2 separate regions of the Ovis aries genome follow, and region 1 is linked to region 2. A link is a contact called in public Hi-C data. All regions are on one chromosome and are shown on one strand. Each heading gives the region's core, a stretch centred on a gene start, on an enhancer-like site or on the middle of the called end of the contact. The rest is flanking DNA. Distances are from core to core; before and after follow the strand shown.

Evidence for each region. A called contact is a pair of places that touch in the nucleus more often than the background predicts.
Region 1: a contact with region 2 is called in a Hi-C map of hypothalamus, with 3 times the contacts expected there. The contact joins two enhancer-like sites. A contact is called at or near these places in 7 of 16 Hi-C or Micro-C datasets (blood, hypothalamus, liver and 2 more).

Annotation. Positions count from the first base shown.
Region 1 is chr15:51,597,049-51,602,866 of ARS-UI_Ramb_v3.0, forward strand. RELT (RELT TNF receptor) reads left to right here. Exons shown (of 11, transcript XM_027979523.2): 2 at 530-645; 3 at 1,670-1,744; 4 at 1,850-2,016; 5 at 2,223-2,302; 6 at 2,946-3,203; 7 at 4,417-4,497; 8 at 4,741-4,822; 9 at 4,965-5,210; 10 at 5,564-5,762. The coding sequence starts at 601. Among named protein-coding and RNA genes, the nearest start is that of RELT, 14 kb to the left of the region's middle. Within about 2 kb of position 4,298, at least 26 of the 54 cell types and tissues checked have an H3K27ac peak or open chromatin away from gene starts, as enhancers often do. A contact at or near this core is called in hypothalamus, where this site is marked.
Region 2 is chr15:51,552,517-51,557,998 of ARS-UI_Ramb_v3.0, forward strand. The region is part of intron 1 of ARHGEF17 (Rho guanine nucleotide exchange factor 17); the gene reads left to right. Among named protein-coding and RNA genes, the nearest start is that of RELT, 31 kb to the right of the region's middle. Within about 2 kb of position 4,160, at least 6 of the 54 cell types and tissues checked have an H3K27ac peak or open chromatin away from gene starts, as enhancers often do. A contact at or near this core is called in hypothalamus, where this site is marked.

The DNA of each region.
Region 1 (5,818 bases), core at 3,048-5,547, 45 kb after region 2:
GTCTGCCCAGGGCTCTGAGGGGCAGGCCCGGCGCTCTGGAGAAGCCGGCCCAGTGTGGACGGTGGGCCCGCGGAAGGAGGGGCTGTGGTGGGGTTGGGCTGGGGGAGGCCACACACAGGCGCTTTGGGGGGAAGAACATCTAGAGGGGCCTCCGGTTGTGTTGGGCTTTGAAGTGTGGCGGAGCAGGGCTTCCTTGGAACAGAAACAGCAAGAGTGAAGGCAGGCAAGCGGAGAGGCGGGCGTGCTTGTGGCCCCCGGAGTTCTGAGAGGCGGGAGCCCTGAGAGCTGGGGATGAGAGCGGAGAGGCTGGGCGTGGGGGTGCTGCCAGCCTGCTCGTTCCTCCCACCTGGCCCCAAGCTGTCAGTCCCTTCCTCTCACACTTCCCTGCTTGGCCTGGGGTAGCTGCCTGTTCATGGATGAGGCCGGAAGCCCTGCTCCCCTGGGAAGCCTCCCAAGCCTGTGCTGCCCTGCGAGGCTGCCCCAGCCTTCTCCTGCCCAGCACCATCTCCCTACCTTCCCTCCCGTCCAGCCCCATCCGGGAACACACGCCAGGAGGACAGCGGCCGCCTCTGTTCCATCTCCACCTGCTGGGGCCTGAGGATGAAGCTGAGCCCGCCGCCCTGGCCCCTGTCCTGTCTCCTCGTGGTGAGTGGGGATGGGACTGGGGGAGGTGTGTCCTGAGCCCTCAGGAGCCTCGTGCCGAGGTGGGTGCTGAGGTCGGTTACGCAGCCCTTCCTTTGAGGAGCAGAGACAGTCTGGCCCGCTCCTCTCCTGGTGCCCCTGGCCTCCCAGTGCTTGGCACGAGCTGGAACCAGGTCTGGAGCCTGAGGAGGTCCCTCACGCCCCTCATGTGACATTCCCTCTGCCTGTTAGGGCAGCTGGCTCGACTCTGCACCTGTCCCAAGCTGGGGCCCCATCAGAGGATTGGAGGAGGGGGATTCACGGTAGATAGTTCACACCTGGAATGGGAAAAGAGGGCGCTCCAAGAGGAATGGGTGGGATACAAATTGAGAAGATCCTTCCCTTGGGACCTGTCATGCCCTCTGTGGGTGCCAGGCTGTGAATGAGCCAGCCTTGCATGGCAGGGAGGTCATGGAGGAGGATATGGTCCCAGAGCCTTGACCAAGGGCCCAGAAGCACCCCTGTAGCCCCGGCCCCAGGGATGGTGAAATGAGGCTGGTTAATGACATTCTCAGCTGTGATGTGGGGGCCAAGGCAGCAAGCAGGAAGTGGGGCGGAACTTGAGAGAGGAATTCGGAAGAATGTCCTCCTCATCGTCCAGGATAGCTCAAAGGGTGTGACTCAAAGACCCGAGGGTTCGAGAGCCTGACCTGGCCCTGTCGGGGTCTTTCTGGCACTTTCCAGAAGCAGATGTGTTCCCTTCTCCCCTGGGCAGTGGCAATGCATCAGGGCTGAGGCAGGCAGATTGGACTTGGGGCACAAGGGATTGCGTCTTGAGGGTGCCCCCGAAGCCTGGGGCGGCCCCATAACCGGAGGCCCCTGTGCCTGGGGCAGCGGACAGCGGGCCCGGCGCTGCCATGCCCCGGTGCTTCCTGCCCTGAGTGTGTCCTGCCCTGTGCCAGGGGCGGCGGGCAGCGGGTCAGTGGGCCCGGCGCCGCCTTCCCTGGTGCTTTCTGCCCTGAGTGTGTCCTGCCCTATGCCCTTCTAGCTGCTGCCCTGGCCTCTGGCCACTGCTACGTCGACAGCCCCTCGGCAGTGCCCACCCGGGCAGGAGCCCAATGTGGTGAGCTCGCCCTGCCCATCGGCCTCTCCTGGGAAGACTGTCGAGGGCTGGGGCAGGGACTCAGGCCTGGCTTCTGGCTCTGTTCTCACTCTTTCCCTCCTGCAGGAACCGGGGCGGGGCACATTATGTAGGTCCTGCCCCCCAGGCACCTTTTCGGCTTCCTGGGGCTCTCGGCCGTGCCAGCCCCACTCACACTGCAGCTCTCGAGGGAGGCTGGAGGCCCAGGAGGGCACAGCAACGCAAGACGCACTATGTGGAGACTGCCAGCCTGGGTAAGCCATGGGGTAGAGCGAGGGGGCTCATGACCAGGTGGCCAGGACTTGAGATCCAGGGGTCCCAGCCTCACTCGCCCCTGAGTGGGTCCCAGACTTCCCATCTGTGGTTGGAGTGGGTCGGGACCGGTGAGGGTGCCTGTGGGGAAGGTCCAGCCTCTCTGAGGATGGCCTTTGGGCTTCAGTAACATCTTCCCTCCCTGCAGGTGGTTTTCCCCTGCAGAGGCCCCGGGTGTTCCCTGCCAGCCGTGCGCCCGGACCCCCCTGGGTGGCCGCAGCTGTCACGGTGAGTTCAGACAGGGGCTAGGACTGGTGGGGGTGTGTGGGAAGGGTTCTGGCGAGCTTGAGCCTGAGGGCCCCTCTGCGTCCATCTGGGGCAGTGGGATCCTCACTCCCCTAGCCCAGGCTATCCAGCGGGACGTGGCCACTTGGTCCGCTGGCTGTCTCTTCTCTCTCCATCTCCGAGGGGCAGAGATTGTCCAGCAGGTGCTGTCACAGCTGGGGACTCACGTCCCAACCTGTCTCCTGTCCTTCCTTCTCCCCCTCAAAGTGACCCACATGGACGAGTGTGAGCATACACGCTCACATGCATGCACCTCCTCTCACCCGTGGAGTTGGTCACTTTCTGAGGAGACTAACCCGTGGGCCAGGCTTGTGGAGAGGCAGGATCTGGTGTCCCTGTGTACACCATTGCCTTTTGTTTACCCCTCTGGCCTAGATGGGGGGCTCAGGGTCTAGCCATCCTGATGGTCAAGTGGCCAAAAAGGAAGGGGCTGAGCTGGCCTTGGCTTCCCCAGTGTGGTGGACGGTGGGTGGCTGTGGACCTGTCAGTGCCACAAACCCTACCCCTGCCCCATGGCTCAGCCCTGGGCCTCGCTGAGTGTCTCCCTCTCTGCCTCTGTCCTGCCTCCATCCTCTGTGGTGCTCAGAACGGGGGCAACGGGTCCGACGTGGCGTGGAGGTGGCCGCAGGGGCCGGCAGTGCAGGGGAGACGTGGCAGCCTGGGAACAGCACGAGGGCGGGCAGCCCCGAGGAGACAGCTGCCCAGTACGCGGTGATCGCCATCGTGCCCATCTTCTGTCTCATGGGGCTGCTGGGCATCCTGGTGTGTAACCTGCTCAAGCGGAAGGGCTACCATTGCACGGCCCAGAAGGAGGTCGGGCCTGGCCCCGGAGGCGGAGGCAGTGGTGAGCCCACGCGAGGGTCGAGTGGGGAGGCCAGAGGGCCTGTGTTGGCCCAGCCTAGCTCAGCTTAGGGTCACCTGAGGGGCTCTACTTGGCCTGGAAGGGTGATCAGGAGAGCTTCCTGGAGATGTAGCACATTGGCAAACTGATAAAGTGGAAGGAAGGCTGAGATGGCCCAAGGTGGCAGCTGGGGCAGAACAGGCAGAGAGGAGGTCAAGGGGTTGCAGCGGGATTCCCTCCCAGCTGGAGGAGTGTGGACCCCTTTGGGGCTGCTGTTGTGTGTGTAGTTCAAAGGTTAGACTGCTTCTGGGGTACTCAGGGTGACCTCTGGCCTCTGGCCTGAAGGGCTGGCAGGGTACCTGACCTGGACAGGCACCATGAGAGGCTCTGGTTTCAGCTCCAGGCTGTGGTTTGAGTTACAAGCCCTGGAACCAGAGAGAAAGATGTTCCTCCTGCCCTTCCCCTAGGGCCCTGGGGCCCTTTTCTTTTTTCCCTCCCCCCGCCCCACGCTGTCCCCTGAGAGCCAGCAGGGCAGGGCCTCTGCTTGCATACAGTTCTGTTCACAGAACATAGTGGCCAAGTCAAGACTGAATGGTGCCTCCCATGCCAGTCCCCTTTCCAGCCCCTGACTCTGCAGGGCCAGGATGGGGACAGGACGGGAACTTTGGGCAGGCCATTCAGCCTGGAACCGCACTTGTTTTCCTAGCCTAGGACTCCCTTTAACTGGCTGGCTGCTGCCTGGGCGCAAGTCCTAGGACTCTGCTGCTGGCCCAGGACTGATTGTTTGGCCCATTCTCGTGCCCTTGAGGTCTGGGCCCTTGGTTAGTTACGAAGAAGACAGGGCGGAGTGACAGGCCCAAAGACAGAGTGTGACAGGCAGTGTGTTGGGGCTGGCGGGGGTTCTGGGCGGAGAGCCCGCCCACAGCTCCTGTAGGCTGAGGAGAGGGCAGGCCCTGGGAGAGGCTGGCCCCCATCCCATACACTGTGCAGGATGGTGGAGTTCAGAGGGCCCTGAAACCGCTCAGCACCTGGGGCTGCCGGAGCGGTGGCGCTGAGCAGTGACGGTGGTAACAGCTCAGGGCCAGAGCTGAGGCCCTAGGCGCGCACACCCAGGCCTGGGGCGCCCTCTGCTGCCAAGTCCTGGCGTAGCCGGCGAGCAGGAGAGGGTCCCACCCGCTTCTTCCCTGGAATCCTGGTGGTTCTCTCTCTCCTCCAGGGACCAGCCCTGCCTGCCGGCCTGAGGACACCAGTGAGGACACCATCGGGGTCTTGGTGCGCCTGATCACAGAGAAGAAAGGTGAGGAGGGAGGTCTGGCCCCATCCCCGCGCCAAGCGGTGCTCTGCCCCTCCCCGCCGGCGCGCCTCGGGCAGCCTGGCCCTCTGACCGGTGTGGCTGGCGGTGCTGCCCTTTCTTGCTCGGTGAGCTGGGGAGGAAAAGGCACACAGCCGGGGCTGGGGAGGGGTGAGTGGGCAGGGGTTGGTGTGGGGGCGGGCCCTCCCTGGCTGCCCAGAGCCAGGTGCTGAGAGCAGCTGCCCACAGAGAATGCCGCGGCGCTGGAGGAGCTGCTGAAGGAGTACCACAGCCGACAGCTGGTGCAGACCGGCCACCGGCCTCTGCCCAGGTGAGCGGGCAGGCGGGCCCCCGACCGCAGGTACTCGGCCTGCCTCTGGGGACTCGCCCCTGGGGTGCGTTTCCCCTCCTGTCACTGCGGGGTCTCCTGGGCCTGCCCCACCCTGTGACCCTCCCGCCTGTGTTCTCCACAGGCTGTCGCCGGGCCCCCCCAGCATGCCGCACGTCTGCCCGCATCGCCAGCACCTCCACACCGTGCAGGGCCCGGCTTCACTCTCGGGCCCCTGCTGCTCCCGTTGTAGCCAGAAGAAGTGGCCCGAGGTGCTGCTGTCCCCTGAGGCCGCAGCTGCCACCACTCCTGCTCCCAGACTCCTGCCCAACCCAGCCAGGACCCCCAAGGCTGGACGCCAGGGCGAGATCACCATCCTGTCTGTGGGCAGGTGAGGGGGGCACAGACCACAGGTGACCCCCTGATGGCTGTCGGGGAGGCAGGGCTGTTGGTCGATCCGTGAGCAGCAGGTTTGGTGGCAACCCCACCCTTCCTGGTCTCAGTGGGCCTCTCTTTGCAGTGGGGGTGGCCAGGGTCCTTGCCCCGATAACACCTGAGCCCCCAAGACACCTAAGAGCCTGGCCACACATGGCCTAGAGGTGGGAGCCCGGCAGTGGGTGGGCAGACATGGGAGGGCTCAGGCTCTGATCCAGGAACTTGCTGTGCGACCCTGGCGGGTGCTGCGCTCTCCATGCCTGGGGATCCCCCTCTAACGGGGGAAGGTGGCACCACTGCTCCTCACAGGTTCCGTGTGGCCCGAATTCCCGAGCAGCGCGTGAGTTCAGTGGGCTCCGAGGTGAAGACCATCATGGAGGCTGGGCCCTCAGGGAGTGAGCTCCCCAACTCCCCACGACCTGGCCTCCCCAGTGAGCAGCGGGCACTTCTAGGAAGTGGTGGAAGCCACACTAAGTGGCCGAAGCCCCCAGCAGAGAACAAGGCCGAGGTGAGGACCCGAGTGGGAAGGTGTCTTGTCAGCACCTGGGCCACTTTCATGGCGGA
Region 2 (5,482 bases), core at 2,910-5,409:
TTCCTGCTTCTGGGGAGGGTGGTGTATGGGGTGTGGTGGGGTTTAGGGTATGAAGAGGGGGACTAGATGGGCCTATACCAACTACCTGAACAATTAAACAAAAACTATTCTGAGCCAGATTCACTTGAAACAACTGCAAATACCCAAAAGGAAAAGAAATCTGTGCCTGAAATGGGAGCTCAGAGGAGCTCCAACAGAATCCAAGCTGCCCGGGCGTGTCTTCAGCCTCCACCCCAGCTGACCAACTCTGAGGAGCTCTGATACCTGTGCTGATACAGGGGAGATGCCTGATGCAGCACTCTGCGCTCCTGTTCTCTCAGCTCCCCTCATCTCCCCACCCCCACTGGCCCCTGTGTTGCCACGGCAATGGGCTTGGATCTAATTAGCCGTCTTTAATGAAGCAGCCACAGCGCGCAGTGCCGTCAGCACCAGGCCTCACCGCGCTCTCCAGGGCAGGGGCCTCTGGTGAACTCTGCCTTCTGGGCACCCACTTGCCTCTGGATCTCTTGACCTTGGGACCTGCCTGGCTCCTCCAGGAAGCCCTCCCTGAATACCCCTCACCCCCATTTCTTGAGGCATGAGTGATTCCCTCTGTTGAGCCCTGTGTGTTGTCTGGGAGCTCCTGGGTGCCAGCCAGAATGGATTCATCTCTGCAGGGCCTGGTCCTGCTGGAGTGAGGGAGGGAATGAATGCAACTCACTAACAAGCCCCAGCTCGGCACTGCCTCGCAGCCACTAGAGGAAATAAGGCCCAGGTCATATAGCTGGAGAGAGGGTCAAATAGGGAAGGAGGTGTTCAGAGAGAAAGCCAATGTGGAGTTAAGTAGCTGCAGTGATCAAGCAATGGGCCTGGGGTGAGGCCTTCGGATCACTGTTCCTTTTACTCATGTGGGATTACCTTTGGGACCTGGCTGTTTGTACTGGTGTCCATCCTCCTTGCTCAAACCATCACTCAATTAACTGGTCTGGCTGTTCCCAACCTTCCCCCCAATGTTACGAGCCCAAGAGGAGGAGGAAGAGGAGCAGGCCCTGCCCCTAGGGAAGTCCACAGTCCATGTCACTCAGAAGGTGACAAGTGGGGAGTCTCACTGGTCCCAAACCAGAGGCAGAAGAGGGCTTGGGCTGTCCCGGAGCACCCCCGCTTCTGCCTCCTTGGGTGGTGTCAGGGAGGCTGAGAGTGTGCATTTCTAACACAGCCCCAGGAGTTGCACAGGGACGCACTTTGAGAACCACTGCTAGAGAGGGACCAGGAAGGGCGTTCACGCAGAGCACCCACTCTTGCCTGCATTTGTTCTTTCACCCAGCGGACTGGCTCAAGAGTTGCTTAGGGTGGAGCTCTCATGAGACCCAGGAGAGACAGATGGGTTCATCAGTGCTTCCCTCACTCTGCAGGGCAGACTTAGTGAGCACCCATCAGGTGTCAGGCTCCACCCCCTAGTATAGCCTGTGGGAGCACCCCCAGCTCTGGGTAGTTAGTGCGCGCTGCTCTGGGACCCCTGCCAGGTGCAGGTCACCTCGGTCTTCTCTTGCTACCTTCTTGGAATTCCCTATGCCTGTTCTCATTGTTGGTTACATGGGGTTGGTCTGTTGGGGAGTTAAAATTTTAGTGTTGGATATCTGGGGACTCTGAAGATGCTACTACTGGCCAGGGGTGTGGGGTGTGGACTCACCTTAGTTGAGGGCCAAACAGGGGAATGGGGAGGCAGTGGAGCAGAGCAGGATAGGAGGCTGCAAGGGCCAGCAGGAAGAGTTGATCCTGTGCCATGGGGATGCCAGGAAAGTTTTATGAGCTGGGACATGCATGGGCTCTTTGCCTCTAGGTGGTGACTGCTTGATGTGTGGGGAAAGGGAGAAGGAAGAATTGCTGGAGTTATTGTTTCATTAGCCAGCATCTATGCACAGAGGGCTATGGCTTGTGAAAGGGTTGTGTGCCCTGCCCTCAAGGAACTTACAGTCACTTGGGAAGAGAGGAGCATCAATCTAGCTCAAATGTATAATTTTAATCTGTGATACCTGGTTAAGAAAAACTGAGGCTCTCTGAAAGCATAGAGCAGCTGCACCTGACCTAATCAGAGGTTCAGGGAACGCTTCCCTGAGGTGACATTTGCACTATGACTAGTCTTAAGGGAAAAGAAAAAGCACTTGTAGAGATTTCCCTGGTAGTCCAGTGGCTAAGACTCCATGCTCCCAATGCAGGGGACCTGGGTTTGATCCCTAGTCAGTAAACTAACCCCCTCCCCCCCATGCTGCAACTAAGAGTTTTCATGCCACACCTAAGACCTGGTGCAGCCAAATAAATAAATTTTAGAAAAGCACTTGTAGGAGAGAAAAGAGACAAGGGCCAGGGCCCTGGGGTAGGAGAGAGCCTGGTTTGTTTCTTGCAGTTAAGATGGAAGTGGCAGGGGAAGGGGCTCTCAAGCATGGGGGAGCTGTGGGGACTGGGACTGGCTTGGTTGATGGAGTCAGGAGTTCTCCACTGTGCAGGAAACCCACAGGGAAGCAGGTTTGGGGAGAGAATCCGTTAGGAGTGTGGTGAGTGTGGGAGCCTTCAGTATACTAGGGAATTATGAGTTCCCCAGGCAGCTGCAGGGCACATCAGAGCCCCATGGTGAGGTAGAAACTGGTACAAAACCAAGCTCACGTGTGCCCCTCATGATTAAATCAGTCTGGAATAGGTTTGGGCACCACCTGGCATTTAGGGAACAGTTTCTGAGGATCCTGCCAGGAGGCATCCTGGAGGACAGTCTGGTGGGGGGGGGGGGCTGTGCCTATAAATGCCTGAGCCCCCTACCCATGGTGGTAGTGGGATGGGGTGGAGAGGAATAGGACTCGAAGTCTCTTGGACTGTCTCAAGCACAGGACACAGGTCTACTGGGTGGAGCAGGTGTTAGAGTGACTCAGGGTACGCCCTTGCCTGGTAGTCTGCTCCATGGTCCAAGTGCTGTGTCCCTGGATGGAGGACAGCAGCAGTTTCCAGGGATGTGTATGTGTGCACATCCCTAAATTTGTGTGCCTATTTGTGCCTGGTTATAGTTGCATGAACATGGAAGCACGTGTGGCTGCGTGCAGCACTGGGGCGGTTTCACGTGTGTGTCAGGGTTCAGGTCTGTATGGGACTATCTTGTTGTGTGTGTCCTTGGCTCTGACCCACACGTGTATACTAATCGAGGACCGAGGGCAGGCATCCATGTATGTGGGCTGGTTCTATGTGGGCATTTGCATGTCCCTGCGTGTGCCTCCGTGCGTACAGGTGTGGGAAAAAAGTGTACTCGCCTTTGTCCACGGGTGTGCGCGGACTTGTGTCCACAGAGGGAGATAGGTCTGCGACCGGAGGCCGCCGTGTGGCGAAGCTGCGGGGGCGAGGCGGGGCGCCCTTGGCGTGTTGGGGGAGAGGGGCCCGAGTGGAGGGGGCGGGGTGGCCCGGGGGCGGGGGACTCCCTCCTCCCCTCCGCGCTGCCGGCGGCGCCGCGCGGGGCTCGCCGGGCGCACTCGCCCAGCGGAGGAGGCTACAGCGCCGCCGCGGGCCCGGCCGCCGCCATCAGATCGCCGCTGGAACTGATATCGCACGGCCGCCGCCGCGGCCCGGCTGAGCCCCGCGGAGGGAGCTTCGGTGGGAGGGAGGGGGCCCGTCGACTCCCGGCGCCCCCGCCCCGGCGGCGGCGGCGGCGGCGGGCCGGCCGCATGCTACAGATGGTGAAGACGCTGGCCCAGTTCACCATCGCGCTGGAAGACATGCGCGAGCTGGGCCCGGCCGCCGCCTCCGGGGAGCCCGCCGGGGGGAGCAACAGCGCTGACCCTGAGGAGCCCGGGGAGGCCCAGGTACGGGGAGGGGGAGGGGCATTGAGGGACCTGGGCCAAGGCTTAGAAGTCAGGCGCCCCGGACTGGGGATGGCACAGGCAGAGATGCTGGGGCCCAGCAGCTGCCTGGCTGTGGGGCTGGGGACTCAGTGATCAGTGATGGTGGCAGGGAGATGGAAGGTGTGTGAGAAGTCCTGGCAGGGGTGGTGTGGCTAGCAAGATGCTGAGGTTTGGTGCCACCAGAATGCAAACTGGGGATGGCAGAAGAGCTGGCAAGCTCAGCTGGGTAGCAGGCCTGCACCCTGAAACCCAGCAGTGCTTGGCAGTCCTGTGCTGAGCGCCGATACAGGTCAGCCTGGAGGCTGAGACTGTCACCAGGGTACCCTGGGTCCACAGGCTCAGGGAGAGGAGGTTTTGCCAGCCTCTGTCTCAGGATGAGCGTATGTACTGCGGGGTAAGGGGCGGTCAGGTTTGCTCCCCTCCTTGCCATCCTCTCCCTGGAGTCACTGGGCCTGTGAGGTGTCGTGCTGGGGTGGCAGTGGTGGTGTCCCCATTCCTGGCTCCGTGTGTGCTCCCCTGCGGGGGAGGGGGCAGCTTCCACCCGCTGTCTCTGTGCTTTGTCTCTCTGGGCCTGGACTCGATTGTTCCGCTCTCCTGGGCTCCAGTGGGGGCTGTGGTTTTGTCCTTCCTCCTCCCTATGCCCTATTGTGTGTCTCTCTAAGGACCTGGATGCATTTTTCCTCTTTGCGGGGTGTCTGGCCTTACAGCTTCTCTCTGTACACATGTCTCTGTCTTCATGCCGCATATGTAGGAGTCTCAGGCTTTGGGTCATGATGTCCCAGTTATACTGGTAGGAGGGCCCCCCCCTCGGGCCCCCTCACCCCCACCCCGCCCCGTCCTCCTGCTGTACCCCTTGGGCCCCACGTCCCCTCCCCGTTCAGGGCCCCGTGTAGTGAAGGTCTGGGGTTGGGGCTGCTGAGGGGTGAGAGGCTCTGGGGGAGGCTGGGCCTACAGGGCTGTCCCTCCCAGAACAGGTGTGCCTGCTGATCTGGTTGACAGCTGCACTGCCTGTCCCCTGCTTCCCCTGGCCCCCACTGACACTCACACCCGTGTCTGGGCACGTGAGGAAGGGGCGCCCAGTGCAGTGACAGGGAGCTGGCCTTGTTTTCCGTACCTCTACCTGACAGCTGAGTGACGGCCCGCTGTGCTTTTGAGCAGGGAGGAGGCTGGAAAGGCGGCTGTTGCAGCGTCAGCCTCCCTGCATGAGTTACTAACCCCAGCTCTGGGCCATCAGGCCCAGCACCCGCCCTGCCTCCCTCAGGGGGCCTCCCTGCCCATGACCCTCACTGCTGGGCCTGGCAGGCCTGGGCTGGGGAAGTGCTGCGTGGGGGGTGCTGTGCCACCCAGGGCCGAGTCTGGCCTGATCCAACAGTCGGAGCTGCCTGTCCAGCAGGGAGACAGATGTAGATAAACAGCCTTGCCAAGACACAGTGAGGATGGTCCTTAAAGACCCAGTGTGTGCAGAGAGCTGCCCTGTTCCTCAGGTCCTCGCTTTCCCAGCACTGGGAGGGAGGTATTATTTGTTCCATTTCATAAAGGAAAATGTAGAAGTCCAGGTGGTTAGGTGACCACCCATGGTCACACAGCTGGGAGGGGCCAGGCTGGGGGCCCTGTGGCTCATGGCT